Regions from separate parts of the Mus musculus genome. Here regions 2, 3, 4, 5 and 6 are each linked to region 1. The links are chromatin contacts, called in public promoter capture Hi-C maps. All regions are on one chromosome and are shown on one strand. The core of a region is the stretch at or near the end of the contact, and the rest is flanking DNA. Distances in the headings are between cores, read along the strand shown. Region 1 holds the start of Trim26 (tripartite motif-containing 26). Region 2 holds the start of H2-T24 (histocompatibility 2, T region locus 24). Region 3 holds the start of H2-T22 (histocompatibility 2, T region locus 22). Region 4 holds the start of 2410017I17Rik (RIKEN cDNA 2410017I17 gene). Region 5 has its middle 20 kb from the start of Rpp21. Region 6 holds the start of Rpp21 (ribonuclease P 21 subunit).

Evidence for each region. Promoter capture Hi-C pulls out the DNA fragments that hold promoters and counts their contacts.
Region 2: a promoter capture Hi-C map of pre-B cells shows a contact between it and region 1, with 5 times the contacts expected there. The contact joins the promoter of H2-T24 here to the promoter of Trim26 in region 1. A contact is called at or near these places in 8 of 39 promoter capture datasets (the 3T3-L1 cell line, the SN4741 cell line, cranial neural crest and 5 more) and 3 of 115 datasets of contacts at active chromatin or transcription factors (astrocytes, embryonic stem cells and pancreatic cancer cells).
Region 3: a promoter capture Hi-C map of pre-B cells shows a contact between it and region 1, with 7 times the contacts expected there. The contact joins the promoter of H2-T22 here to the promoter of Trim26 in region 1. A contact is called at or near these places in 3 of 39 promoter capture datasets (hippocampal neurons, liver and pre-B cells) and 2 of 115 datasets of contacts at active chromatin or transcription factors (embryonic stem cells and pancreatic cancer cells).
Region 4: a promoter capture Hi-C map of embryonic stem cells shows a contact between it and region 1, with 2.5 times the contacts expected there. The contact joins the promoter of 2410017I17Rik here to the promoter of Trim26 in region 1. A contact is called at or near these places in 5 of 39 promoter capture datasets (embryonic stem cells, hippocampal neurons, liver and 1 more), 1 of 484 Hi-C or Micro-C datasets (embryonic stem cells) and 2 of 115 datasets of contacts at active chromatin or transcription factors (astrocytes and embryonic stem cells).
Region 5: a promoter capture Hi-C map of frontonasal cranial neural crest shows a contact between it and region 1. The contact joins the enhancer-like site here to the promoter of Trim26 in region 1. A contact is called at or near these places in 7 of 39 promoter capture datasets (the 3T3-L1 cell line, the C10 cell line, cranial neural crest and 4 more) and 4 of 115 datasets of contacts at active chromatin or transcription factors (astrocytes, bone marrow-derived dendritic cells, embryonic fibroblasts and 1 more).
Region 6: a promoter capture Hi-C map of pre-B cells shows a contact between it and region 1, with 12 times the contacts expected there. The contact joins the promoter of Rpp21 here to the promoter of Trim26 in region 1. A contact is called at or near these places in 23 of 39 promoter capture datasets (the 3T3-L1 cell line, 3T3-L1-derived adipocytes, the C10 cell line and 16 more), 1 of 15 datasets of contacts at CTCF or cohesin (the NIH/3T3 cell line), 2 of 484 Hi-C or Micro-C datasets (erythroblasts and neutrophils), 15 of 115 datasets of contacts at active chromatin or transcription factors (the 230-238 cell line, the NIH/3T3 cell line, acute myeloid leukemia and 9 more) and 5 of 9 other capture datasets (adipose tissue, embryonic stem cells, liver and 2 more).

The regions. Positions count from the first base shown.
Region 1 is chr17:36,835,884-36,838,402 of GRCm38.p6, forward strand. Trim26 (tripartite motif-containing 26) reads left to right here and starts at 1,263. Exons shown (of 10, transcript NM_001025599.3): 1 at 1,263-1,381; 2 at 1,582-1,689.
Region 2 is chr17:36,019,305-36,021,823 of GRCm38.p6, forward strand. H2-T24 (histocompatibility 2, T region locus 24) reads right to left here and starts at 1,256. Exons shown (of 6, transcript NM_008207.3): 1 at 1,156-1,256. The coding sequence starts at 1,207. All of the region lies in intron 1 of A930015D03Rik (RIKEN cDNA A930015D03 gene), which reads left to right.
Region 3 is chr17:36,041,481-36,043,999 of GRCm38.p6, forward strand. H2-T22 (histocompatibility 2, T region locus 22) reads right to left here and starts at 1,262. Exons shown (of 9, transcript NM_010397.5): 1 at 862-1,262; 2 at 388-648; 3 at 1-205. The coding sequence starts at 946. Gm6034 (predicted gene 6034) reads left to right here and starts at 1,481. Exons shown (of 3, transcript NM_001034909.3): 1 at 1,481-1,737. The coding sequence starts at 1,650.
Region 4 is chr17:36,143,763-36,146,281 of GRCm38.p6, forward strand. It overlaps 2410017I17Rik (RIKEN cDNA 2410017I17 gene), which reads left to right and starts at 1,256. Exons shown (of 4, transcript NR_033517.1): 1 at 1,256-1,440. It overlaps Gm10499 (predicted gene 10499), which reads right to left and starts at 2,187. Exons shown (of 8, transcript NM_001370818.1): 1 at 2,098-2,187; 2 at 1,626-1,895; 3 at 1,150-1,425. The coding sequence starts at 2,161. It also overlaps a transcript of Gm8909 not described here.
Region 5 is chr17:36,236,217-36,238,735 of GRCm38.p6, forward strand. No RefSeq gene overlaps it. Among named protein-coding and RNA genes, the nearest start is that of Rpp21, 20 kb to the right of the region's middle. Within about 2 kb of position 1,260, at least 65 of the 459 cell types and tissues checked have an H3K27ac peak or open chromatin away from gene starts, as enhancers often do. A contact at or near this core is called in embryonic fibroblasts, where this site is marked.
Region 6 is chr17:36,256,586-36,259,104 of GRCm38.p6, forward strand. It overlaps Rpp21 (ribonuclease P 21 subunit), which reads right to left and starts at 1,261. Exons shown (of 5, transcript NM_026308.2): 1 at 1,198-1,261; 2 at 1,021-1,121; 3 at 857-939. The coding sequence starts at 1,254. Trim39 (tripartite motif-containing 39) reads right to left here. Exons shown (of 7, transcript NM_178281.1): 7 at 2,288-2,519.

The DNA of each region.
Region 1 (2,519 bases), core at 13-2,512:
ACGCAGGCAGAGTGGGAAGAACCGGTACTGAATATGGGCAGCCTGGTCTACAGAGCGAGTTCCAGGACAGCCAGAGCTACATAGTGAGACTCTGTCTCTAAACAAAACAAAACAAAGCTCCCACCCCCAATATCAACTGAAAGAGCAGGTATCTAGTGATTTTAGGGTGTGCTGAGATCAAAGTCCAGAGCACAGGCATCCAGAACTCCGCTCCACCCCCTACAACAGCTCACAGGAAACTCAAAAGCACTCCCCATATGTTGGTGAAATGTTAGGACTTAGGACTCGGAGCCCTCCTGCAGCTCGGACTACTTCTTTGGAAGTAGCAGGAACTGTGGATTTCCTGCAGAGCAGAAAGCTGTGTGCAAAAAGGGCTTTCAGGCTAGTGGGCGTGGTCGAGTCCTTGGCTGTGGAGCTGCAGGAGGCTCTCAAAGCTCCTGTAGAGGGCCTCAGTACCAGATATTGCAGGTTCTGTAGTTTTTCTCAGTTTTCAACAAATTCCCCCTTCGTAGCCCAGGCTGGTATTGAACTCTAATGCCTCGGTTTCCCTAGCGCCAGGATCTTTAAATGTTTTGCATTTATTTATTTAGCGTAGGTGGAGAGTGCATGTGCTTGTGGAGCTTAGAGGACAACCAGAATAGATGTTCTCATGTCCCATCATGTGGGGGATATGGGATTTGAAAGCCAGTCATCTGATTTGGTGGCAAGCATCTTTACCCACTGAACTATCACTGTGGTGTGGGGTGGAGTGTGGAATGTGTATGTGTGTTTACTTTGTTCTGTACAGCAGGAACAGCACCTGCCTTGTGTAAGGAAGGCTAGTTGTCAAAAATGGTTCATCCTAGCCAGGAGCTTCGAAAATGATATTTGTGATGGATCTTGGAAAAACTTGATAGACTGGTCTGATCTTAGTTAGAGGCAGGCCCTGAGGAGGAAACCCCATCTAAAACCCAGCCCTTGCAGACACCCCAGCCCACCCCTAACCGCAGGGAATCAGAAATGGGGTCTCGAAAGCTATGGGGGCTTCAGCACCCTAACCTACACGAGGCCTCGCGCGACCTCAGCAGCTGGAAGACAACCGTGACGCACTGGCCGCTTCCGATTTCACTTTCCTTTTCTCGGGCCCGGCCGCTTCACCTCTTTGGCCGCTGCCTGGGGATTTGCCCAGTGATCAGTGACGTCAAGAATCCTGAAGTTCCCATTGGAGGATGGAGTTTGGCAAGAGCCAATCCCAGGGCTGGTCCCAGAGAAATCTCGGCGGAGGGCCCGGAGCTCCCGGAGACTGCTGGGCGGGGAGACTGTGGTGCCGGCTGCTTGCTCAGGACCTACCCCGCGGAGCAGCTCCAGGGAGAGGAGTGACCCGGCCCGGAGAGCGGCGCGGGTGAGTGCGGTTTGCACTGGTGAGGAGACGCGGAGGAGCGGCCGCCGTGCGACCCGGGTGGGGACAGCGAAGGCGGCCGCGGGCCCTGGGCAGGGCTAACCAGGCCCGGGCGCGCGGGACGGCGAGCTCGCGTGAGCGCCGCGTCCCCGGCTCGCCTTTGGGCCTTTCGCCCTGAGCTCGCCGTGTTCCTTCCTCCTCAGGTCCAACCCAGACTTACTTCAGTCTCTTCCAGTCCCCAGAGCCAGAAGTGAGCGGGACCCGGATGACGTTCCACCTGGTGGCTTGGAGCCCTGCATGACCAGAAGCAGGTCTTATATTTATGTATCTGTTTATTTTTTTTTTATTTATTTATCCTCAGAGTAAACTGGTTTAGCTAGTTGTACCAAGAGCTGTGCGTTCGTTATCACTGATGATTTTACTACCTAATTAGCTTAGGAAAAGAAAGTATAAACCTGGCTGTGGACTGGTGCACGCCTTTACACCCAGTGCTTGGGAGTTAGAGGCCAGTCTGGTTTACAGACTAAATGAATTCTAGGATAACCAGGGCTACAAAGAGAGCCCCTGTCTTGACCCCCACCCCCACCCCCACCCAAAAAAAAAAAAAAGAAAAGAAAAGAAATGTATGAATTTAACTTTGGGAAGTGAATAGGAGGAGACACTTAACAATTCCCCGTACATTCCAGATTTTGACAACACAACCATTTGTGTGTGTTTCAAAGAAGGGAAGAATGACATGCGCTCGTTCATGCATGCCTGAACCCCTTGTTAGTGAGATGGATTCATGATGCCTAGAGTATTCCTCCCAAGTTAAAACAAACAAACAAACAAACCCATATTTTTCTAAAAGAAAGCTTTCATTAATGCCTTTAAAACTGCAACTTTTAAATTTGATAATGATGACGATGGTGATGACAACGACAGGGTGTCTCCATGTATCCAAAATGGTCTGAAACTGACCATGGCAGCCCAGGTTAGCCTCCTGCCTCGAGTGCTTCGATTACAGAGATTACAGGCATCTGCCCACACTTTTGAATACACTTAATTTTTTTTAGAACAGTTGTACATTTACAGAAAAAATTGAGAAAACAGTGTGTGAAGTGTCTATAACTCCCAACTGATTTCCTTTCATTGACAAATA
Region 2 (2,519 bases), core at 6-2,505, 820 kb before region 1:
TTCCAAATGATTACAGGATCATGGGTGTGAGATGCCATATCCAGCTCCATTTCAACTGAATATTGTGTTCTAGTCAAATTGACACACGAAATCAACCATTATAACCAGCTAGCAGAAATACATAATTATACATGTATGTGTGAGGCAGGAGGATCATGAATTTGAGGGTCACATAAATAGAATCCTATAATACAATAATTATTATTAATGATGATGATAATGATAATGACTGTAGAGAGATCATCTTGTGTATTGTGGATGCCTTACCTGTCAATTTAAAAGCCTACAGCTTAAGCAGGAAATAGAGGTGGGACATTGGGAGGAGAAAGAATTCTGGGAGAGGAGGAGTCCGGGAGAGAGAGGAGCCTGGAAAAAGGTGAGGAGACAGACACATGGACACGTGGTACCTGAGCACAAGTAATCAGCCACGTGGCAAAATGCAGCTTAAAATAAATGGGTATTTTTTAGTTATAATCTAGTCAGAGTAGAGCCTAGCTATATGGCCAAGGTATTTGTAAATATAATTTGAGCCTGAATCTTATGTCCAGGAGCATGGGGCTGGCAGAAAGAACCAGGACTTTAACAAATGATGATGCCAGGGAGACAGACTGCTCAGCTAGTAAAGGCACCTGCTGCCACCCATATGGTGGAAGGAGACCTGATCCAAATTAGGTTGTCCTCTGACCTCCACATCTGGGCTATACTATGGGTTGCAGGCTACACATGAGCACACACAAACATGCATATGGATAAATTTACACAACAGTGTGCACAGTGTATACTTTATAAGTAAACATGTAGTTCGCAGAAGTAGGGAAGGCAGCCCAGCTGTTAAGAGCACTTACTGTTCTTCCAGAAGACTGTGGTATAGTTCTGAGCACCAGCTGGAGGGAGCTTCATGCCCTCTTCTGACCTCTGGCATGTTATGCACACATACAAGCAAATACTCAAAACCACATTAGAATGTAAGGAAAGGGCTGGTTTGGCGGTGCATGCCTTTAGTCCCAACTCCTTTGAGTTCAAGGCCAGCCTGGTCTACATAGCAAGTTTGAAGACAGAGCTACTAACTGAAACCTAGTCTTCTGCAAAATGGCCCAAGGTTCGAGGTTGGAGGTTTTCCGGTCTTAAATTTACCCAGCACACAACCCTACTTACGGGCTCCGCCGTCCTGGGGGTGACTCAGAAGCCAGAAGATAAGAGCCCACATGGTGTCAGGATCAAGCTTTAAGCTTCCACTGTCCTGAGAAACTAGACTTTAGAGAAGTCGCGACTGCCTGCGGAAACCAATAGGGTGGGGGTGGGGGTGGGGTGAAGCCTGTTAACAGATAAGGCTGGTTCAGTTTCAAGCTTTAGGGGTTCCTGCAGAGCTTCCCACTAGGATGAAGGCTTTCTTTTCTGGATATGGGTCTGCTGGCTTGCAGGCTAGTGCCCCTAGGGGGAGTGAGCCCTCTGTATGACATTTCTGACTCTTTTCCAGGAGTTTCAGCTTGTTTACTTTGGGCTTTGGGGCAGTTAACAGTGTTAGACTTCAGCGCCCCGCCCCACTGTCAGTCTGTCAGACTTCAGCGCTTTCCTGCGGGGTGGGGGTGGGGAAGTGATGAAGCTGGGAAGTCGAAACCGAAACTGTAGCACTTTTCTACTGCTGGGTAGTTAGCTAACTTGTATCTTTGTGGAACTGCAGTCATTTCAGTGTAATTACCTAAAGCATCAAGAGCCTTCCAGACAAGGCATCCACTGTTCTAGTGTAGTGTGCCTGTTGCTTTCTGTTTCCTTCTCATTAGGTAGTTTCTGTTATTTTCTTTTAGAAAAAAAGATTCATCTTATTTTTAACTGGTGTGTGTGTGTGTGTGTGTGTGTGTGTGTGTGTGTGTGTCTTAGTCTTAGGGTTTCCATTTCTGTGAAGAGACACCAAGGCAACTCTTACAAAGGATAACATTTAACTGGGGCTGGCTTACAGGTTCATAGGTTCAGTCCATTATTATCAAGGCAGGAAGCATGGCAGCATGAAAGCAGGCATGGTGCTGGAGATAGAGCTGAGAGCTCTATATCTTGTGATGGGCACCAGAATACTGTCTTCCAGGCAGCCAGGGGAAGGGTCTCAAAGCCCACCCTCACAGTGACACACTTCCTTCAACAAGGCTACACCACCTAATAGTTCCACTTCCTGGGCCAAGCATATTCAAACTACCACAGTGTGTGCGTGAATGTGTGCCACATTTGGGTGGGCATCCAAGGATGTGGCATTGGCTACCATGGAGTTGGAGTCAGAGATGATTGTCAGCCACCAGATATGGATTCAGGAAATTGAGTCTGGTTCTCTGGAAGAGCAATTTGTGCCCTGTGCAAACATGAGGACCTGAGTTCAAATCTCAAGCACCCCTGTAAACAGCTACCTCTGGCCACATCAGTGACTTGAGTGCTGGGGGTGTTGAAGAGGGAATCACTGGGGCTTGCTAGCTACCAGCCTAGCCAATGGCCTGGCAAGAGTGCTCAGTGCCCTTATTCTGTAAGCTGTCCCA
Region 3 (2,519 bases), core at 12-2,511, 790 kb before region 1:
AGGTATTTCTGCAGCAGATCTGAGCAGTGGCTCTTCAGGTCCTGAGAGATGTGAGGTACAGTGCTGTTTCCCACTGTACAGGAACTTGGGTTTTCGTTCAGGGTGGGGAGATCCTCGCTATCATAGGCGAGCTGGTTGTACCAGAGACACAGGTGCCGATCTGGCTCCACATCGCAGCCTTGCAGCCACTGTAGTGTGTGAGAGTCTAGGAAGGACATAGTTGGTGGTCAGTCCTGTCGCAGCAACACGAGTAGAACACAGACCAACTCCAAGTAAATCCCTGCAGACTCTTGGTTTTTGAGGAACTGGGCATGTGTTGGGTGAAACTCTGGTCTAGTGAATATGGACAACCCTGGTACATCCTTGGGATGGGTTCGGATCACTCACCGTCCATGCTCTTGTTGTAAAAATGAACCAGGGTCATCAGATTCCTTTCAGACAGCTGTCCTTGAATTGTGACTATACGAGTCTGCTGCTCCCAGTTATCTGCTTCCTCCTGCTCCAGCCAGGGTGCCATCCTCGGAGTCTCCTCCTTGCTGCTGAAGCGCAGGACCTGCATGTCGTCCACATAGCCGACGATTATGAACCAGGGCTCCCCAAGGCCAGGCCGGGACACAGCGGTGTAGAAATACCTAAGCGAGTGTGAACCTGGGAGGAGGAGCGCGATGAGACCCCGACCTCCTCCTCCTCGATCCCCATCTCGATCTCGAGCGGGAGTGCGGGCCGGGAAGGGAGCAGGGCGCCAAGCTCGGGACAGCTGAAAAAGGGGGGCTGGAGGATCTTGCTGGGTGGTGCAGAGACTGGGTGGTGCTATCCCTAGCCTTCCCAGTAGAGACAGTTTCCCTCCCCGGTCTCACTCACCCAAAGGGATCCGAGTCCAGGATGGTCTGGCATCCAGCTGCAGGAGAAGGGCGCAGACCACAGCGGCCCTGAGGACCCAGGACATCTGGGACTGGGCAGATCTTGGACAGCTTTATAAACTAGAGCGACAGCGATTGTATTATCTCAGAACCCAACTTCAAATTACAGTCGCGAGTGATTGGAAAACACCAGAAAATCTGAATTTTAAAAGTAACCAAATGACACTACCTCTGGTCGCAGAATCGATTGTCCCAAACTGATCCTCTGTTTTATGTTGGAAATTCTTCCAGTGGCAAAAGCCGCCACTGGGTCTGACAATTCTGCAGGCCTACATCCTGCACCTTCTTGCTCTCAACCCTGCCTGGGGAGAGGAGGGTCGCAGAGAGAGCAGGGCGGTAAAAGGCGTTCCTTTCTCCCACGTCATGACTTCCTTTCTTGCCTTTTCATCTTAGCCCAGCGATTGGCTTCTTGTCGTCGTTATTAGCCAATCAAATAATTAGGAGAAATTGCCCTACAGAAAGTGAGAACTAGTGCCAAGTCATCAATATCTAGGCAGAAAAACTCAAGAGAAGTTGGGGATTCGAAAGTGAAACTAAGCCAATTAGGGACTCTCCCAGCTACTTTCCTCTTGAGGTCCTGAGAGTCCTTGCCTGCCAGGGATTTGCACAGACTCCCAAAGTGCCCAGAAAGCGCTGAAAGAGCTGTTCCTTCACTCCGTCTTCCCGAGACCTGTTCAGAGGCTGTCTGTGGAATCCAGGGGAGACTGCACACTGATCTCAGGCCCTCTCATGGGACACAGGACTCCTCCAGAAGGAAACATCCCAGGGCCCATGTTGGCAATAGCCAGCTTTTTGGTAGAATTCACTGGAGACCTAGGTGAGATCCCTTCTCCTGTCTGTCTGTCTGTCTGTCTGTCTGTCTGTCTGTCTGTCTCCCTTCAGGACTTTCCTTTTTAGGCCAGGCTTGCCTCAAACTCAGGAGATCCACCTGTTTCTCACCCCCGAGTGCTGGCATTAAAGACATGCACTGCCAAGGACCAGTGAGTTATATTTTCTCAATGAACCTGCCAAGTTGACTAGCTCGCATTATGGAGTTTTGCACAAGGTTGGGACTCATCTCTGAAGCAGAGTTCTCAAAGCTCACAGGGAACATGTGGCAGGATTCCATTTCTCAGTTTCTGGGCAAGGTCCCCTGTCCTTGCTGGATGGAGCAGAGCAGGAATGTTGGTTACTCTCCATGGACTTTGGGTTCTTTGGGTGGCTTTATGAAGGCCATTGGAGGAAATCTCCTGTGTAGAGTCATCACACTGTGGGTCTGGGCACAGAACGCAGTCCTTTTAATATTTGCCCTGATCAGGACAGTCCCTCAGAGTAAAGTCAGCTGGTTCGGAGCCCTAATGACTTTTGCAGAGTCCCTTCACTGAACTAGCATTTGATGGACTGACCTTGTGAAGGTTAATAGTCAGGGTGGTTATTGGGGGAGGGCTGGGGAGAAGGAGCCCAGCACTGCCTCATTCTTCTTTGTGTGGGAAATGGTTGTCAGGGGTCATGAAAATCTAATTGAGCTAGAGTGAGGGTGGTAGTGAATGAAAATGGTACAGCCATTTCACAGTTCTAGTCGTGGTGAAGGAAAAGGAAGAGCTCAGACTGAACACAGCC
Region 4 (2,519 bases), core at 6-2,505, 690 kb before region 1:
TCTTGGTAGGATGCCACCACTGAGTCTTCCACTGTGGTCATCTTGCAGACCAACATTAACTGTCAGTTCAAGTGAACAGCCATCACAAAGTGTGCAGCCAGAGAAAATGACTCCCTGCCCCTGACTCTGGGGGACAAGGTACAGGTATGTTACACAGGACCCCTGGAGTGAGCTGTGGACCCCAGTGCAGCACTCACTGGAACACACTGGGCCCACAGGGAGGGCTCACTATAGCCCTGGATTTCAGAAGACCCTGTCACTCAGAAAGTCCAATTCCTGATTCACTAGGGGGAGCACTGTAATTTGTGGGGGCAGAGAGACAGCAGGAGGCTTCTGCATGTTTAGGTCTGACAGGAAACAGTGTAATCTCACAATAATCGATCTTTTAATGAGAACCCTGACTTATCTTGTGTAATTATCCAGGTTAGCAATGTAGACTGATACAAATGATAATAGGAGGGCAGGGAGAAACAGGATCACTCCAGTGCAGACAAAAACTGACTAGAAACAAAATAACGCCTTCAAAAAAAAAAAATAAAGAAAGAAAGAAAAAAGAAAGAAGAAAAAGAAAAGAGAAAAAAGAAAAAGAAATTCCAGTATTTATATTCCTCCAGGGTAGCCCATAAGGGCTCATGTGACCATTCACCACTGTAGGAATAGAAAGAATTGTGTTACAGACAGGGAGGGATCTGGGAGAATGTATTCTTTGAAAATTCTAGAAACTGGGGCAACCAGCCTAGTGTTGGGGAGTCCATGTCTCCCATCAGGTAAAGGCGACTTCAGGTCCTGAGGTGTAAGGGCTGACACACTCAGCAGGACAGGAGTCCATGTCCACAGACAGTGGGTGTGGGCAGAGAATCCAGACTAGGAGAGGCCATGGCTGACAGAGGCTATAGGGGAACTGAAGGGAGCAGCTGTTGTCACCTCAGGGAAATTCTCTCCTTCCCTCCTGAGACAGCCTGGGCACTGTCCAGGGAGAAGGCTGAGCCCTGGAAGAGTCAGTGCAGTCACTGTGACAAGGGATCAAGAGACCCAGGGACACACTCTCCCTTCTGGGACAGGGGCATCACCCCAGCTGAGGGTTTCTTCTTCCCCAGGACTGAGCCCCAGCCCGAGGGCAGAGGGAGGAGCTGCCCGCGGCCCCTGCACCTGTGCGCAGCAGCGTCTCCTTCCCGAGCTGCAGGTATCTGCGGAGCGACTCCACGCACTCGCCCTCTAGGTAGGCCTTGTAATGCTCTGCAGCACCAGCCTGCTCCCACTTGCGTCGGGTGATCAGCGCTGCCAGGTCCGCCGCCGTCCACGTGTTCAAGTCTTCGTTCAGGGCGATGTAATCTCGGCCATCATAAGCGAACTGTAGGTATCCGCGGAGGAGGCGCCCGTCCGACCCCACGTCACAGCCGAACAACAGCTGGAACGTGTGAAGGCCTGCGGGATCCCAAGGTCAGCGCCGCTCACCCGCACCGCCCCCGCTCGCCCTGGCCTAGTCCACCAGCGGACTCCTCCAAAGTGAAAGGGAAACCGGTCCTGGGTCGGTTCTGCTCCCGAACCTAGACTTGGGATTGGAGATCTCCGGCCCCTGTCTAGGGACATTTCGAGCTCGTGACCTCCCACCCAGGGTCACTCACCGCCTTCACTCTGGTTGTAGTAGCGCTGCGCGGTCCTCAGGCTCCCTCGGAAACTCTGCTCATTGCGCTTGGCGATCTGTGTCTCCCGCTCCCAATACTCCCGCCCCTCGTGCTCCATCCATGGAGCCCGCGGCTCATACCTCGGATTCTCCGCGTCGCCGTCGAAGCGCACGAACTGCGTGTCGTCCACGTAGCCGACAGAGATGAATCGGGGTTCCCGGAGGCCAGGGCGGGACAAGGCGGTCTCGAAATACCGCATCGAGTGTGAGCCTGGGGGCGGCGCGCGGTGAGACCCGGACCTCCTCACGGGACTCCGGCCCACTGCGCGGGCCGGGAGGGGAGCAGGGCGCCGGGCTCCGGATGCGGGTGTAGAAGGGCGGAGGGTCTTGTGAGCGACGGGGGGACGCGGATTCCACAGTGCCGTCCCCGCCCCTCCACGCAGAGGCCGTTTCCCTCCCGACCCCGCACTCACCCGCGCGGGTCTCGATCAGGGTCAGGGCGGCCGCCAGCAGCAGGAGCAGCATTCGCTGCGCCATTGTCCCATCTGGGATACAGGGCATTTGAGGCCCTCGGGCTGCTTGGACTTTATAACCAGCGCCCGCGGAGGAGCTGTTGGTTCCTTCCCCAGGATCCTGCCACCCAATGGAGATGAGACCTGCCAGATAATTCCTGCTACCTCCGGGTCCAGAGAGGGCATCAGATCCCCAGGAGCTATAAAGTGGTGCTGCTCCAGGGCAAGGGAGGGGCAGGAGCTGAGCTGCAGGAGAGGGTGGTGTCTGCAGGGAGCAGAGTGAGGCCCTTGTGCACCTGTGTCTTAGTGAGGGTTTCCATTGCTGTGATAAGACCCCATGACCAAAAGCAACTTGAGGAAGAAAGGGTTTCTTTCAGTTTACA
Region 5 (2,519 bases), core at 10-2,509, 600 kb before region 1:
CTTTCAAGATGACAAAACCCACTATGTAGAAGAAGTAGTTCGTGTACCTCAGTAGGGGGTCCATCTATGGGGACACAAAATAACCTAATAGATGGTGAAGATACAGAACATGAGTCAGGTGGTGATAACTGTACAACCGTGTCAGAAACATTAAGAGACAAAGTTAACAAGAACAAAATTTACATTAAGATTAATACAAATCAATAAGTGGTTAAATATGAAGTTAACATAAGGTCAAATGCAATTGTAGAACTGGCTGGACCATGTACCAGAGTCATGGTATTTTTGTTTTGTTTTTAGAGACAGTTTCTCTATGTAGCCCTGGGTGTTGTGGAACTTGCTCTGTAGACCAGGTTGGCCTAAACTCAGAAATCTACCTGCTTCTGCTTTCCAAGTGCTGAGATTAAAAGTGTGTGCTGCCAACATCTGGATAGTAGTGGGTTAAGGAAACTGTAAGTAGCAGGTTGTTTCCATCAGACTCCTGCATAAGGAACAAGCACATAGGAGCTTTGTAAAGGGAGCCACCATCTCTTTGACAAATTAACTTGGGCTCAGATCCTGAGCTTCAAGTAGGTCCACCCAAACTTTTCCTGCCTGCAGCCTGAGGAGTAGCTCTGAGGAGCCTGAGAGTTCCATGGAGGCTCCCAGGCGGAGGAGGCAGCAGAGGAATCAGCAGAGCCTGAAGTCTTCCTGGAAATATCAGAGAAGAGCCGATCCCTGGAAAGATGCTTTAAAAATGTGAACTCACGGGGGCTGGAGAGATGGCTCAGTGGTTAAGAGCACTGACCACTGTTCCTATGGTCCTGAGTTCAAATCTCAGCAACCACATGGCTCACAACCATTCGTAATGGAATCTGATGCCCTCTTCTGGTCTGAAGACAGCTACAATGTACAATGTACTCATATACATAAAATAAATAAATCTTTAGGGGAGAAGATAAAACTTAGGACAGACTGAGATGCTGTGGTCCATGCTGAGCCAGAAGCCTTGTAGAAGTCCAAAATGCGTGCTGCTTACTATAAAGGGCTGGTTGTAGTAGCTAAGAGCAGGGTTCACTTGGAAAATCTGCTCCTCATTCTTGGCTCTCTGTGTCTCTTGCTCTTGGTACTCCATCCCCTCCTGCTCTAGCCACATGGCTTGGGGCCAGGGCATTTTTATCAAATGGCAGGAATTCCTTGTGGTTCACTAAACTGAGTTCCATGATACCGGGCTCCCTGAGGCCCAGGCGGGTCCGGAGGCGGCGATGAGGGAATACCACAGCTAGTGTGAGCCTGTGGATGGCGGGCGGTGAAACTCCGACGTCCTCCCAGGACTCCAGGACGGTGCTCTGGCCAGGAGGGGAGCAGGGCTTAGGGTTTGGGACCCGGGTGGAGAAGAGACGGAAGGTTCAGCTGGCGATGCAGGGGCGGGGCTTCCCCAGTGGAGCCCCACTCCACCCACCCGCTCCTCCCCGCAGAGGCCAATTCCCTCAGGACACCGCAGTCACCAGCTCAGGACTGTGGCGGGGGCTAGAACGCCTGCCAGCCATAGGAGAAACCCGCAGAGCGCCATCAGGCAGATCTAGACTTTAAGGGCGGGTTTGATTCCTGCGGATCTGGGTGGACTTTATAACTAGTGCCCGCAACCGCGGAAGTCCCAAATGCGTGCTGCTGAGTGCCACACTGTGGTCCATACTGAAGCCAGAAACTGCCAGGCTGAAGCCCTAAGGGCGTGCTGCTGACTATAAAGGCCAGGGTATGTATGATTTCAGTCTGAGAATGAGAGACATAGAACGCTTCTGTGAGAACCTCTTCCTTATCGCCCACAGAGAAAGAAAGAAAGAGAGAGAGAGAGAGGGAGGGAGGGAGGGAGGGAGGGAGGGAGGGAGGAAGGAAGGAAGGAAGGAAGGAAGGAAGGAAGGAAGGAAGGAAGGAAGAAAAGGAAAAGAAAAGAAAAGAAAAAGAAAAAGAAAGAAAGAAAAGAAAAAGAAAAAGAAAAAGAAAAGCCACTGAAGAGAACTTTTAAAAATTGTGATAAGGATGCTGACCTGACACAGCTGATGGCTTCTGTCAGGGGCGGGGTGAGGAAGGAACCAGGTATCTTTAAGAGGCTGGCCACTGGGAGTTTGACAACGCTTCAGTAAGTATATGGGCAACACGAATTAAACTTGGTATTTTTCCTTTTTTGGTGTGGGGGGGGGGGAGAGTATAAGGGAGGGCCAACTTGGGGGACTGGGATGTGAATGGGATTGGGATACATCATGTGAAATTTTCAAATAATCAATAAAAGCATTAAGTTAGAGTCCTACTGAAGTCATTTTTCATAAGATTGTATGCAGAAGAGCTTTCCAAAGGTGTTGAATGTGAAGGCAGCTTATCTGAAAGCTTCCTTTGAACATGGACAGTTGAGGTATGAACCTTGGAATTTGCTTTTATTAAGTGGAAGAATTGAATGCCATGAGAAATGGCGTGGCCAAATGAACTAACATGCAGGTCCCATACCCAGTCAGGTGGTAGGCTATGTACAAGGTTCCCTTGTT
Region 6 (2,519 bases), core at 11-2,510, 580 kb before region 1:
GAACCTGGGACTAGATGTTTTCAGCTAGACTGCCTGGCCAGAGAGTGCTCTGGAGGATCTGTACGTCTTCACCTGCTCCCCAAGGCTGGCTGGGCTTACAACCTGCTTGTACACAGGTGTTGGAGATCTGAAGTCAGGCCCTCACACTTAAGCTTATCGGGCACAGTAACCACGGAACCATCTCCCAAGCCCCTACAAAGCACACATTCTCTCGTGTGGGAATCCCAGCGTCTAGAGTGTTTGACTCTTGTTTATCATGTTATACCTACCTCCCTGCCACTGGTAGGACTCAGCACTCTACCCCTACCAACTGAAGCATTTAAAATTACGACTCCAGTAGCTGGGTGTGTTGTCTCATGCTTGTAATCCTAGCTAGGGATGTGGGGGCAGGAGACTGCAGGGAATTGGAGGCCAGTCTGGGCTACTGTGACACTTGTGCCAAAAAACAAAACAAAACAAAATCAAAACCAAAAGCAAAGAGACAGTATGTGTTTTTGTGTGAGACAGGGTTTCTTTATGCAGACCTGGCCAGTCCGGATTATGTAGATCAGGATAGGCTTAAACTCATGAAATCCACCTGCTTCTACCTCCCAAGTGCTGGGATAAAAGGCGTGAACCTCCACAACCCACTCAGCTAGTAAGTAGTGCTTAATGCACCCTAGGAATGAAATAATAACGAAATCGCTTTGTTTTTTTTGTTTTTGTTTTTTTTTTAAACTAAGGAGTGTCATGTAGTCCAAGATAGTTTTAGGGACTAAGTCAGCTGCAGAAAGTCTCCATCTCTAGGTGGAGCTGCTGAGCCCTGCCCTGTCCTCTAGTGTCCCCACCTCACAAATGTCTCTGGGGCAGCACTCACGTCTCTGGCGCTGCGTGCAGGTGAGGCCCGGAATGAGGAGAGAGGAGCAGCTGCGACAGAGCGTCCTCTTCACAGAGGGGTCCCTGGGTGAGGAAGAGAGGAGGTCGCTGTCTGCCTGCCTGCCAGCCCGCGCCCCGGGTCCTGCCCGCCACCCTGTGCCTTACTGCCGGAGGACCAGCCGCTTCGCGATGGTTTTCTCTGTGTGGCAGTAAAACCTAGCCAGCGCCTGGTTCTCGGGGTTCTGAGAGAGGACGCAGTGTGCAGCCTGGGAACAAGGACGGCCATCCAGGTTACTCTGCGGCCGCAACACCGGGCTGCCACCCACCCCGAGCGCGTCTCACCTGGTACAGGAAGCTGAGTCTCTGGAAGGCTTCCCGGTCCTTCACTGGGCCCGCCATGAGTGTCTGCCCCTCCTTGCGGATGTCCCGCCCCAGACGTGCGCAGTGCGCAACGTCTGCTGGGAACTGTAGTGCGGGAGGGGGGGGGGCCCTCAGCCCCGCACCAGCTTCTGTCAGAAACCAGAGGACCCCACAGGTCTTCTGTGTGCAGGCAGCCCTAGTTTGGTATCCCTCACGTATTAGGTAGACGTGGAACAGGTAAAGGATCTTAAAGTACATAAACATAACAGGACCGAAGTCCTGTCTTTTATGGTTGGAAAGAGGGTTGTTTGCGGTGGACATTGGGTTAGATTTTGTCTTACTCTTCTGAAGCCGAGGGTAGATGCTTGGGACTTCTATGAACGGATGTAACATAACAAAACAGTCAATGCCCAGAATAACTGGTGTTATATTCTGGCTATCTCACCACTGGAGAGGTTGAGGTAGGACTACCATAAATTACAGGATATGAATTATGGGCTACATTGCCAGACCCTGTCTCAAAAATAAAAAGCATTAGTGCCCATGGACCTGAAAGTGTGAAAGATCAGATCACAAGGGAGGAAATAAGTTAACAGGACAAAACATCCCTAAGCAAAGAGCTTCTTGCCTTTCTCCCACTTCTTATTAAAGGCACTTGCTGTTCCAAGGGCTAGTAGCTACATGAACAGCACAAATAACCAGACAACAGCATGGCCGGTCTCCTCGGCTATTTATTAGTATCTACTTCACCCTCCTTCCTCTGACCTTTTCTCATTTATTCAACCTGGCTTGGTGTTTACTTCTGATTCCCAGTTACTGGCTAAGGTCAGAAGCAGAGGGATCCAGGCCCCTGCAGGATCTGTGGGGAACCAGACTGCTGGCTCAGAGTTAGGCAATTCGTTGAAACTTACCCTGGGTGTTTTGTATGGGCCTTCAGAGACAAATGAGGGGAGTGTATTAAAATGTGGATTCCTAAGCTTACCCAAACCTCCATTAAGGACAGAAGGTGAGACTCAAGAACATACAGTTTCCACACCCATCCACTGACAAATTACCACGCAACTCAAGAGATCACATTAGTGGATCCTTTGTTCCATATTTTCACCAACCAATTATCTTGCCACAAAGAACCACAGTCAAGGCACAAAGGTAAGAGTAGAGTGGACAAAGTCCTGTTGAGGTGGTAGGAGGAACTGAATGCCCTCACTGCAGTTTCTTGTCTCAGTCTTGTGTGAAGATTACCCAGGCAGCAGATAATCCAGGTTGTTTGGTTTGGCATGCATCTGGTACCTTTTGTGACAAAA